2 separate regions of the Callithrix jacchus genome follow, and region 2 is linked to region 1. The links are chromatin contacts, called in public Hi-C maps. All regions are on one chromosome and are shown on one strand. The core of a region is the stretch at or near the end of the contact, and the rest is flanking DNA. Distances in the headings are between cores, read along the strand shown.

What was found. Hi-C and Micro-C count contacts between places; a contact is called where the count stands out from the background.
Region 2: a Hi-C map of skeletal muscle shows a contact between it and region 1, with 9 times the contacts expected there. The contact joins two enhancer-like sites. A contact is called at or near these places in 2 of 3 Hi-C or Micro-C datasets (both in skeletal muscle).

The regions. Positions count from the first base shown.
Region 1 is chr8:95,850,026-95,855,236 of calJac240_pri, forward strand. No RefSeq gene overlaps it. Among named protein-coding and RNA genes, the nearest start is that of TMEM30B, 130 kb to the right of the region's middle. Within about 2 kb of position 1,591, at least 2 of the 16 cell types and tissues checked have an H3K27ac peak or open chromatin away from gene starts, as enhancers often do. A contact at or near this core is called in skeletal muscle, where this site is marked.
Region 2 is chr8:95,936,921-95,941,886 of calJac240_pri, forward strand. The region is part of intron 1 of LOC144577514 (a long non-coding RNA gene); the gene reads left to right. Among named protein-coding and RNA genes, the nearest start is that of TMEM30B, 48 kb to the right of the region's middle. Within about 2 kb of position 2,016, at least 1 of the 16 cell types and tissues checked has an H3K27ac peak or open chromatin away from gene starts, as enhancers often do. A contact at or near this core is called in skeletal muscle, where this site is marked.

The DNA of each region.
Region 1 (5,211 bases), core at 341-2,840:
CATAACCAGCCTACCAGGAAGGGAGCCCTAAAGCATGTGGCATCCAGGCTCAATAAATGCCATAGTTATTATTTCGTATAATAATAAGTAACCGAGATGTAGCAGGAAGGCGTCTGAGTGCTGCCACATTTACATTGTACATAGTCCAGCTGAACTGCCAACGTCTCTTACTCTTGGATTGAGCTTGGGATTTTGTTTTGCCTTTTGTGTCATTAAGCCACTAACATGTAAAATGGGGGCGTGAATACTACCCTATGAGAATGTTATAAGAGATTTACACAAAGCTCCTAGCAGTTCCCACCGTGTACTGAAGGCCCAAAATGAATGGTAGTTATTTTCACCAAAGCATTTCTACTGTGCTCTTTAAAAAATTATTAGAGGTTATTTATTCCTCATAGTTCCAGTTAGGGTGGGAGGCACTACAGCGTGGTGTCTAAGAGCACAGTCTTTGGAGTCAGATTGATATGGACTTGTGTGCTCGCTCTACCATATCAGGGGGCCTTTCTGAGCCTCAGGTTCCTTTTCTATAAAAATGGGATACATTCTACAAGATGGGATATATCATACTTACATCACAAAATGATGGAAAAATTATACAACCGTGCCTGAAAAGAGCTTAGCACAATGTAGGCGTATAGTAGGTATGGCCATCAATATGCCTCCTAGGGAAGTGAGGGAGTGTGTTACCCGTTGAGAGATGGAGACGTGAAATTACAGAATGGCTGTGTGACAGGCCTCAAGGACACTATGCCTTTTCACATAGGCTGCGAGCAAAAGTTCACTGAGTCAATCATGGGTGTGGCTGATGGGGTGGAATCTTAACAACAGAGGGTGGCAAGGACAGGGTTTTTAGGGATTGGACACATTCAGGTTACACAGGAGCGCTCTGCAGTCAGTCTTCTGCTGGTGATCACCTCTTCAGAAAGTTAGGGCTTCCCCATCATCTAAGTATGAACATATTTGAATAACTCCATGATACAGCTGGGACAAGAGGCCAGGCCTCCAGTGTCATCTGTGGCTTATTTTGCTGCGAAAGTTTCTTATCAGGGCGAGATTTTCAACTCGTGAGGAAAAAACTATGCCAAAACCACTGTTTTTTTAATGTCAAAAAGCATGTTTTGGGTTTTTTGTTTGTTTGTTTGTTTTAGAATGGTATTGGTACTCTGAGCTTGTTATTTTAAGAGAAGCTTTCAATTGAAGTTTTTATTATAAGATCAATATCACCCAGGTTTCTTCACAAGGATGATGTGCAGCAGCCGCTGTAACTTTTGGCTTCCTGTCAGCATCATAAGTTGGCGTAAAGTTATGGGGAGGTAACAGAGAGGGAGGGGAAGGAGTCATGTGACAAGAGAGGGTGGTGAGATCTTTTGAAGAAGTTAGAATCCGTAAAGAACCTCGGCCTACAGCTGCTGGTGAGGAACTTAAAATACAGGACTGTGGATCCTTGGAGCCATTTTGAATTGGGGGATGTTTTCATAAAGGCTGCAAAAATAAACCTTCCTGGATGAAAGCATGCGGCTACGTGCATTTAAACACACGCCCTCTGTTCCAATAACACCGCAATTCTGAGCTATCCCTGATGCACCAACAAGGAAGAGAATAAATGCCTTCATTTCGCAGCATCCTTGCTGGGGGCTTGGAGGGACAGCTCTCACTCAATTTTCCAGTCTGGCAAGGCTTTGAACATGAAACAGAAGTGTCCCACGGCACTTACAAAATGAGCCACAGCAGGCTGATGTCAGGGTATGGATTCATGGGCTGCCGGGGGGTTAATATCTCTTGCAATTCCAAATAAGAAAAAAGCCTGCATTCTTCTTCATTCCTCCCGTTTCACACATCCTCGGCAGCTGGGTTTCCCAATGCTTCATTGAGGCCAATGTGCGTGAAGGAATGGATCAGCAGGAGCGGGCCATCAGGAGGCCATTTTAAGCCCTTGGCCTCCATCCCCACTCCCTGCTCTGGGGCGAGACAGACAGGCCTTTGTGTGCTTGGAGCCGGCTAAGCCAGGATGTGACTGCGAGCTGGAATCTGACCTTTCATGGGCTCCAGCACCTGTCAGAAAAACGAACAAGCTTGGGGTGTTTTTTCCGCTCCGGACTTAAATGCCAGTTTTGTGACTCCCTCACAGTGGAACTGTGCCAAGGCAGTTGTGGTCAACTCCAGCTCTCTGAGGAGCAGACCTGGGACATAAGTGATGGACGGCCCTGCGTTGCTGAGGCCTAGCCAGCTCTCGGCCCAGGATGAATTCAAGCCGAGCCCAGGACTTCAGTGCTTGAGTTAGGAAACTCAGAGCAGATCAAAACGGCCACATTACTCCGGCACCCTGTGGTGCGTGCGTGCGTGTGTGTGTGCACGTGTGTGTGTGTGTGTGTGTGTGCACGCATTCGGCGGTGGAACAAAGACCTAGTCACGGTGACCCTGATATAGGTGTCCGTCCATCAAGGGTGGGATTATGGATCAGCCTTGGCACCGCCCCCTGCCACCTGTGCCCCCATCTTGGTCTGCTGCAACAGTCTGATTATGAACATACTGTTCAATCTTGGGTTGGACCCTGCCACTTATAATCCACAAGACATCAGTCAAGTGACTTAAACTTTCTGAACCTCAACTTTCTCAGTGATGAAATGGGGATTTAAATGCCTTATTCCAGTGGTGGTTGTGAATTAAATGAGATAATATATATGAAGCACCAAGCATCTTGTGTAAGCACCTTGGAGACAGTCAATAGCCACCCTTTCTTCCCCTGTTGCAGGGCATGCTTAGGCTAGAGGGGAAATGGGGGTGTCAGTCACTATTGATATTCAACACACTGCTTTGATCATAGAAGAGAGGCTAGCTCAGCCCATCATAGTTTCAGCTATAAGAAGACAACTTTCCTCCTAAGGGTGGCCCCAGAGGATGTGGTGTTCAGGGCTCCATAGTGGCCTGGCCTTTGGCCAGGGTTGGCTGTAGCTGCCTGAAGGGGCTGAGGGCCTTGGTGTGGACCTGTGGTTGGTGTACTTCCCTGCACCCCAGGTAGGTTCAGAACCCTATAGGTGGAAGGAAGCCAAAGCATGCCCATGCCTCAGCACAAGGAGCTTGTCCATTTGAGGTGAATATTGCTGTTTCCCCTGCGTCCTTGGCCCCAGGGATCCTGCCTCTGCCCCTCATTTCATAGGATAGTGGTCCCGGGCTAAGAAGTAGCAGCTGAATTGGAAGACAATGTCTACAGGTACACAGGTGGCAGGCCCAGAGCTCGAGACATGCAGGAGATGTCAAAGAAAAAAATGAAAAATTGAATCCTCATTCTCAAGGCCATTGATAATTTCAAAGTTCATAAATATTGATCACATAAAATCTGATTTTAGGATCACATGGAATATAAACAAACAAAATTGTATTTTAGATGTGAAGTTTCTGTTTCTTTGACTTTACCATATCTTGTGAAAATGGCTGGATAGGTTTTTACCAATTTTGAGGGGAATGATGAGGGTGACAGAAAATGTAGGCCCTGCCATAGGAGACAGCTTGAAAGATTAGTAATCATCCACCGGAGGGAATGAAACTGAAACCTAGTGACAGGTAGCTGTGCCTGGCAGGCAGGGAGCACTGGCCCTCAAACTAATAGGCTGGGCCAAGAAAACAAATCAGGGTGGATGAGCCCCACGTTGGAACGTGGTTGTTGATTTGCAACAAGCCGCTTCCGACAGAGCAACTCTGGGTAGTCAGCTGCAAAGGGAGGAAAACAGAGTTATTTGTTTAACTGTTCTGAAGCATACAAACTAAACCAGTTAGTACACACAAATAGCCTATAATACTATCATGTCCATTACCTTTATTTAGTTTAACTTTCCTTCCTTCCATCTTTCCCTCCCTTCTCCCTTCCTCCTTCCTCTCTTTCCTTCCTTCCTTTTTCTTTCTCTCTTTCTCTTTCTGTTCCTTCTTTCTTTCCTCCTTTTTATTTTCTTTCTCTTTTTCTTTCTTCTCCTTCTTTCCTTCTTTTCTCTTCTTTCTGTAGAGATGGGGGTCTTACTACTTGTTTGGTGCAAACGTAATTGTGGTTTTTGCCATTACTTTCAATGGCAAAACTGCAATTACGTTTGCACCAACCTAATATTTTACCCAGGCTGGTCTCAAACTCCTGAGCTCAAGGGATCCTCCCAAAGTGCTGTGTTTACCGGTGTGAGCCACTGCACTCAGCCTAGTTTAATTTTTAAAAGATATTGTTACTTGTCTAGACTATACATTTTGTAGCCATTTTGTTACTAGAGTTTGAAACACAGACTCTGCAGTATGCCAGACACTTCCCTTTTAACCATCACATTTAACGATCACAAGGATTCTTCTACAGGGAAGCTTCTGTTGCCCCATTTCACAGATGAGACTCAAGGAGGTTGGGGAACTTGCCTAGCACCACCCAGCTAGTAAATGGCAGAGCCAGGGCATAAACCTGGGTCTCTTTATTCCAGAACCCGAATTCTTCACCAAACTGGGATGTTGCCTTTTCCTGCTGTTTCTTAAAATGCCATTCATTTACTACAAAGATATTCAGAGGGTCAACATTTGATTTTGTTGACATAGAGTTACTTTATTCAGTCAAATTGCACACTGAAAATATATTTCTCTGTACCTATCAAAAAGTCTGGGTTTTGAAAATTCAAATGAAACCTTTTTAAAGCTCTAAATTAGATTTTCACTGGTAAGCATGTTATCTGATCATGTTATTATTTGACGTTTGATAAATACTCACCGCTACTGTTTGGTGCTCAGTTGGGCAGTTAAAAGGTGGCTTGTTTCAGTCTTAATCTGAAATACATTAAAAGGGTCACCCAAACCCAGGCAGGCTTTGCTAAAGGTTTTTTGCATTGGTCACAGTTTTGACTTATAGATCAACAATTAGCTGCAGATGTCGACAGTAATAAGGAGTGTGGAAAGGGTCAGGAGAACACTTCATTCCCATTTGAGAGGAATTTAGAACTTAAAAAAATACTCTGTTAATTCTGAGCTGCCAACATATACACATTTATGCATGTATGTAACTCATTGGAAAAACAGTCAAATTTTTGAAAGTAGTAGACCATAGTTCTATAGACTTTAAAATGCAATTCAATAAAAACTTGGTTTTTAAAAAATAACCATTAACAAGAAGAATAACAAGAATCATTTTCACATTGCTTCCCTCTCTGTAACTCAACAAACATGTAAGTTTCAAAAATTATAATAATGAATCAT
Region 2 (4,966 bases), core at 766-3,265, 87 kb after region 1:
CCTCTGTCACCCAGGCTGGAGTGCAGTAGAACAATCTCAGCTCACTGCAACCTATGCCTCCTGAGTTCAAGCAATTCTTGTGCCTCAGCCTCCTGAATAGCTGGGATTATGGGCTTGCACCTCCACGCCCAGTTAATTGTTTTATTTTTAGTAGAGACAGAGTTTCACCATGTTGACCAGGCTGGTCTCAAACTCCTGGGCTCAAGCGATCCACCCACTTCAGCCACCCAAAGTGGTGGGATTACAGGCATGACCCACCGTGCTTGGCTAGGATATTTTAAATGATACGAATGAAGAGCCATATGGAGAGATACATAGGGTAACGTCTGGAAGTATCCCTAATGCTGGAGCTTCTTTCCTTTGGAGTTGGGGAATGAATCCCCAGTATGTCAAAGTATTCCTTTTCCCCTTCTTTGATGCTCCCCCTCCCACAAACCCAGTCCTTTTAGGTTTTTCTGAAAGCTTCGTAACATAGACATAATTGAATAGATCATTGGCCATTGGTGATCAACTTAACTTTAAGCCCTTTCCCTTCCCCTGAGGTTAGGGAGTGGAAGTGAAAGTCCCAACCCTCTAATCATGCCTTGGTCTTCATGTGACCATACCTCACCCTGATACTACCCAGGGGTTGCCAACCATCAGTCTACTCATTAGCACAGCAAAAGACTTTGGCAATTCCAAGGATTTTAAAAGTTATATGTGCCAGGAAACAGAGACCAAATATATATTTCATAGTATCACTGTGCAGTCCCACTCTTCAAACTCTGATCCCTTACATCAAAAGAATATAAAAACTCAAAAGATAGTGCCATATTACCAGTATCCCATTCAATTATTAACAGGTTGTCCAGTCTGTCATATGGTATGAATGTGTCTCCCGGGGTGAGGCCACTCAGGTTTGCAGACTTCTATTTGATCCTATCAGCCTCTAAAAGCAAGAGTGCCAGCCTAGACAACACAGCGAGACCTTGTCTCTACAAATAATTTAAAAATTAGCTAAGCATAGTGGTATATACCTGTAGTCCTCGCTACTCAGGAGACTGAGGCAGGAGGACTACTTCAATCCAAAACGTTGAGACTGCAGTGAGCCATAATCAAACCACTGTGCTCCACTCTGGGTGATAGAGTGAGACCCTATCTCAAAAAAAAAAAAAAGGTAAAAGAAAAAAAACAGCCAGAGTGGTCAGAGTGGTCTCAGAAAACATATAATTTTACACTTTAAGGATATGATATAATTGAGATAAGAGACAATGTCATCTCTTTCTCTGAGCCTCTCTCAAGGTATTAATACAATATTGGATGATATGATTTGGCTGTGTCTCCACCCAAATCTCATCTTGAATTCCCATAATCCTCTTGTGTGGTGAGAGACAATTTAATCATGAGGGCAGTTACCCTCATGCTGTTCTCATGATAGTGAGTTAGTTATCACGAGATCTGCTGGTTTTATAAAGGGCTCTTCCCCCTTTTGCTTGGCATTTCTCCTTGCTGCCGCCATGCCATGTGAAGAAGGGCATGTTTGTAAGTTTCATCATGATTACAAGTTTCCTGAGGCCTCCCCAGCCATGCCGACCTGAGTCAATTAAACGTCTTTCCTTTATAAATTACCCAGTCTTAGGTATGTCTGTTTTAGCAGCATGAGAATAGACTAATACATTGGTTTTCCCTTACTCCATAACCCATTTATTTATTGTTTTACCCTTGGCTACTATTTCTCTTTCTCTGCATTTATACTCAAATTTTCTGTTTGGAAGGAATATTATGCTGGTCGTACTACAGGTGTAATACTAGTCTAGCAAATACCTCTCCCTCAGTCCATTCCTAGTCAGAGAAGGTAATATTACTTAGGTGCAGAGCTAGTGAGTTATTTTGGCCACTAGGCAATAGCTGCATTCACTGTTAACCCCAATTTTGCCAGATAGGATGAAGGCATAACCCACCCCTATTAGGTCCTTAGGAATTCTGACATAAGGTTTAAAAACACAGGTACCAGTTCTTGCTTGGGAATCATCCCTGTTTCCAGTACTTGTTATGACAGCCCTGGTCCTGTGACTACTGACTGCATTAGGTAAGGGGGGATAATTGAGATGATGCAGGGAAGAGAGAAAAACAAAATATAGTCATTATACCAGTGTGCTGCTCCCTGGGTAAGAACTGCATAGTCATCCTGGCGTCCCTCCTTACCCACTCTCCCCCACCTCCACCAGAAAACAGGAAACTCTAGTGGGGAGAGTCCTTTAGTCCCTCTCATGTTGAGCATGAGCACATACTCATGAAGGCATGCAAGCCAGCCCTGCATGCATTTACCTCTCCTATCTTAGACAACCAACATTTTATTATCTTGTTCCACTTCTCTATTCAACTGTTACTCTGAGATGGGTAACTCTCTGCCCATTGCTGTACAGTGTGTTCCTTGGTCTAAAGAAATGAAGGTCAGCTGTCCAAAATCATGCAATATCATCTGTTCTGGTTTTTTATAGCACCCTGAGCATTTGCATCTTCTACTCTGTAAGCAAAGCCAAATCCAGAGTCAGTGTCTATTTCTGTCAAGACCCATTCATAGCCCTTCAGGGCCACCAGCATCAGTCTCACTTGCCAGCTATGTTCAGGGCCTTCCCACCAGGGATCTGCCACATAGCCATAGGCAGTCTCTGCCTCTTTTGCTGGCAAACAGAACAGTCTTTATTGGCATTTTGTGTCCCAGAGGATGCAAGAGGAACACGTCTAGATAGCTTGTCTCTGCACTACTGCACGACTCTCATATTTACTCACATTATGTACCCAAGTGGCCCCCTTAAGTAAGCACATGGGGATTATTTACTTATTGATTCCAGACACCTTTAGAACCTGGAGGGAGTTCTTCTGATGAGCATTGAGATACCTACTTTAAGGCACCCCTTAAATTTCCGTAGTAATTTCCAAAGGACCACGCTCCATATGGGCATCCCTTTAATAGACCAGGTTTCCATTGCCCTCATATGCAATCAGGCCTTTGGTCACTGACCGTGAGTCCGTACAAACCCAAACCTAGAGGCTTTTAGCACTGTTCAGTTGTTTCCATTACCACTAGTAAAACGACATGCGAGTCAGCTCACCAAGCTAATTTGTTTTTACCTTCTTCAGTCAGAGTGGCATCATTCCCAATGGTATGTTGTTCACTCACCATGGAACTGCCACCACAAACCAAGCAGCCCTTTGTCAGTCAGGTGACTGCTGTTTATATGGCATGTTCAAGCAACGGAGGAGTCCAGCAACTCCTCACACAGTTCCAGATCAGTCCTGGGGGAAAGTGGCTCCTTGCTTGTGAGAATCTCCTTGAATTCCTCAGGTAGCATGACCCTGTATAAAACTTTTTATTTTATTAGGAACTCTTCTGGGCACTGCTGTCCACATTAGAGTGATTTTCTAACACTCAAGACATCATGGGTATTTTGGGTTTCAGTATCATTTTATATGCTTTAGTCATAAGGGTACCTTACTTTAATGTCCCATAGCAAGGCAAATGCCCCTCAAGTGGAAATTCTCTAGTCCAGAGTCCTACTAGTTGTGTTACTGGAAAAAGGTCCCAGTCCAGACCCCAAGAGATGGTTCTTGGACCTCATGCAAGAAAGAATTTGGGGCAAGTCCATAGAGTAAAGTGAACGCAAGTTTATTAAAGTAAAGGAATAAAGAATGGCTACTCCGTAGGCAGAGCAGCAGCATGGCTGCTTGACTGCATATAGTAATAGCCATTTCTTGATTATATGCTAAACAAGGGGTGGATTATTCATGAGTATTCCTGGAAAGAGGTGGGCAATTCCCGGAACTGAGGGTTCTTCCCCTCAGGGTAACTTCCTGACATTGCCATGGCATTTGTAAATTGTCCTGGCACTGGTAGGAGTGTCTTTTGGCATGCTAGTGCATTATAATTAAAATATATGTGTAAAATGAGCAGCGAGGATGACCAGAGGTCACTTTCATTGCTGTCTTGGCTGCGGTGGGTTTTGGCCAGCTTCTTTACTACATCCTGTTTTATCAGAAGGGTCTTTGTGACCTGTATCTTGTGCTGACCTCCTATCTCATCCTATGACTAAGAATGCCTAACCACCTGGGAAGGCAGCCCAGTAGGTCTCAGCCTTATTCTTTACCCAGCCCCTATTCGAGATGGAGTCACTCTGGTTCAAACGCTTCACAGTTGTCACTGGGAGGTGCTAACTTTTGAGCCATAAGCCCTAGTCTATATTCCATAAAGGACTATCAAAGAATTTGCCCCTACTAGCACTTAAGCTTCTAATCTACACTATATGGGCTCAGGCAATTTTACTAGTTCCTAATTAACCTGCGCAATTACTAGTGATTGAAGGGCAGATTTGCCGTTCTGTTTTACAGTACTAGGTATGGGAAACATTTCCCAGTCAGATACAATGTCCATCTCCAAAATACAGTCAGGCAAAAGAGATGCAACCACTTTCCATAAAGCATGTTTAAATATACTAACCCTCCTATAAACTTTTATCTTTGTTAAAAGAAAAACTTTTGACAAATTAAATTTAATAAAGTCTAATCAAGCAAACAATGATTCACAAATTGGGCAACCCCAGGATGAGATTAGGTTCAGATGACTCTGGGACTGGCACGTGGTCAGATAACATGTATGGACAGAAAAAAGAATGACGTACAGCAAACAGGAGTGAGTGTAAACTAAAAATAAAATTCTAAGCACCCCCAACCAGCTGAATGAATCCTTCCTCTCGGCCAAGGGTATTCCAAAGTTAAGAAGTTCAGGCTATGATAGGAAGTAGGAGTTGGACTTGCCTTGTGATACCCTCCCTTTTTTTGGAATTCAGGCATAACTGACCAGCATTAATATTAAAACAGAGATCTAAGGCTTTTTGTCACAATAAGACACCAAATTCTGGTGGCTCATGCCTGTAATCCCAGTATTTTGGGAGGCTGAGGTGGGTGGATCACTTGAAGTCAGGAGTCT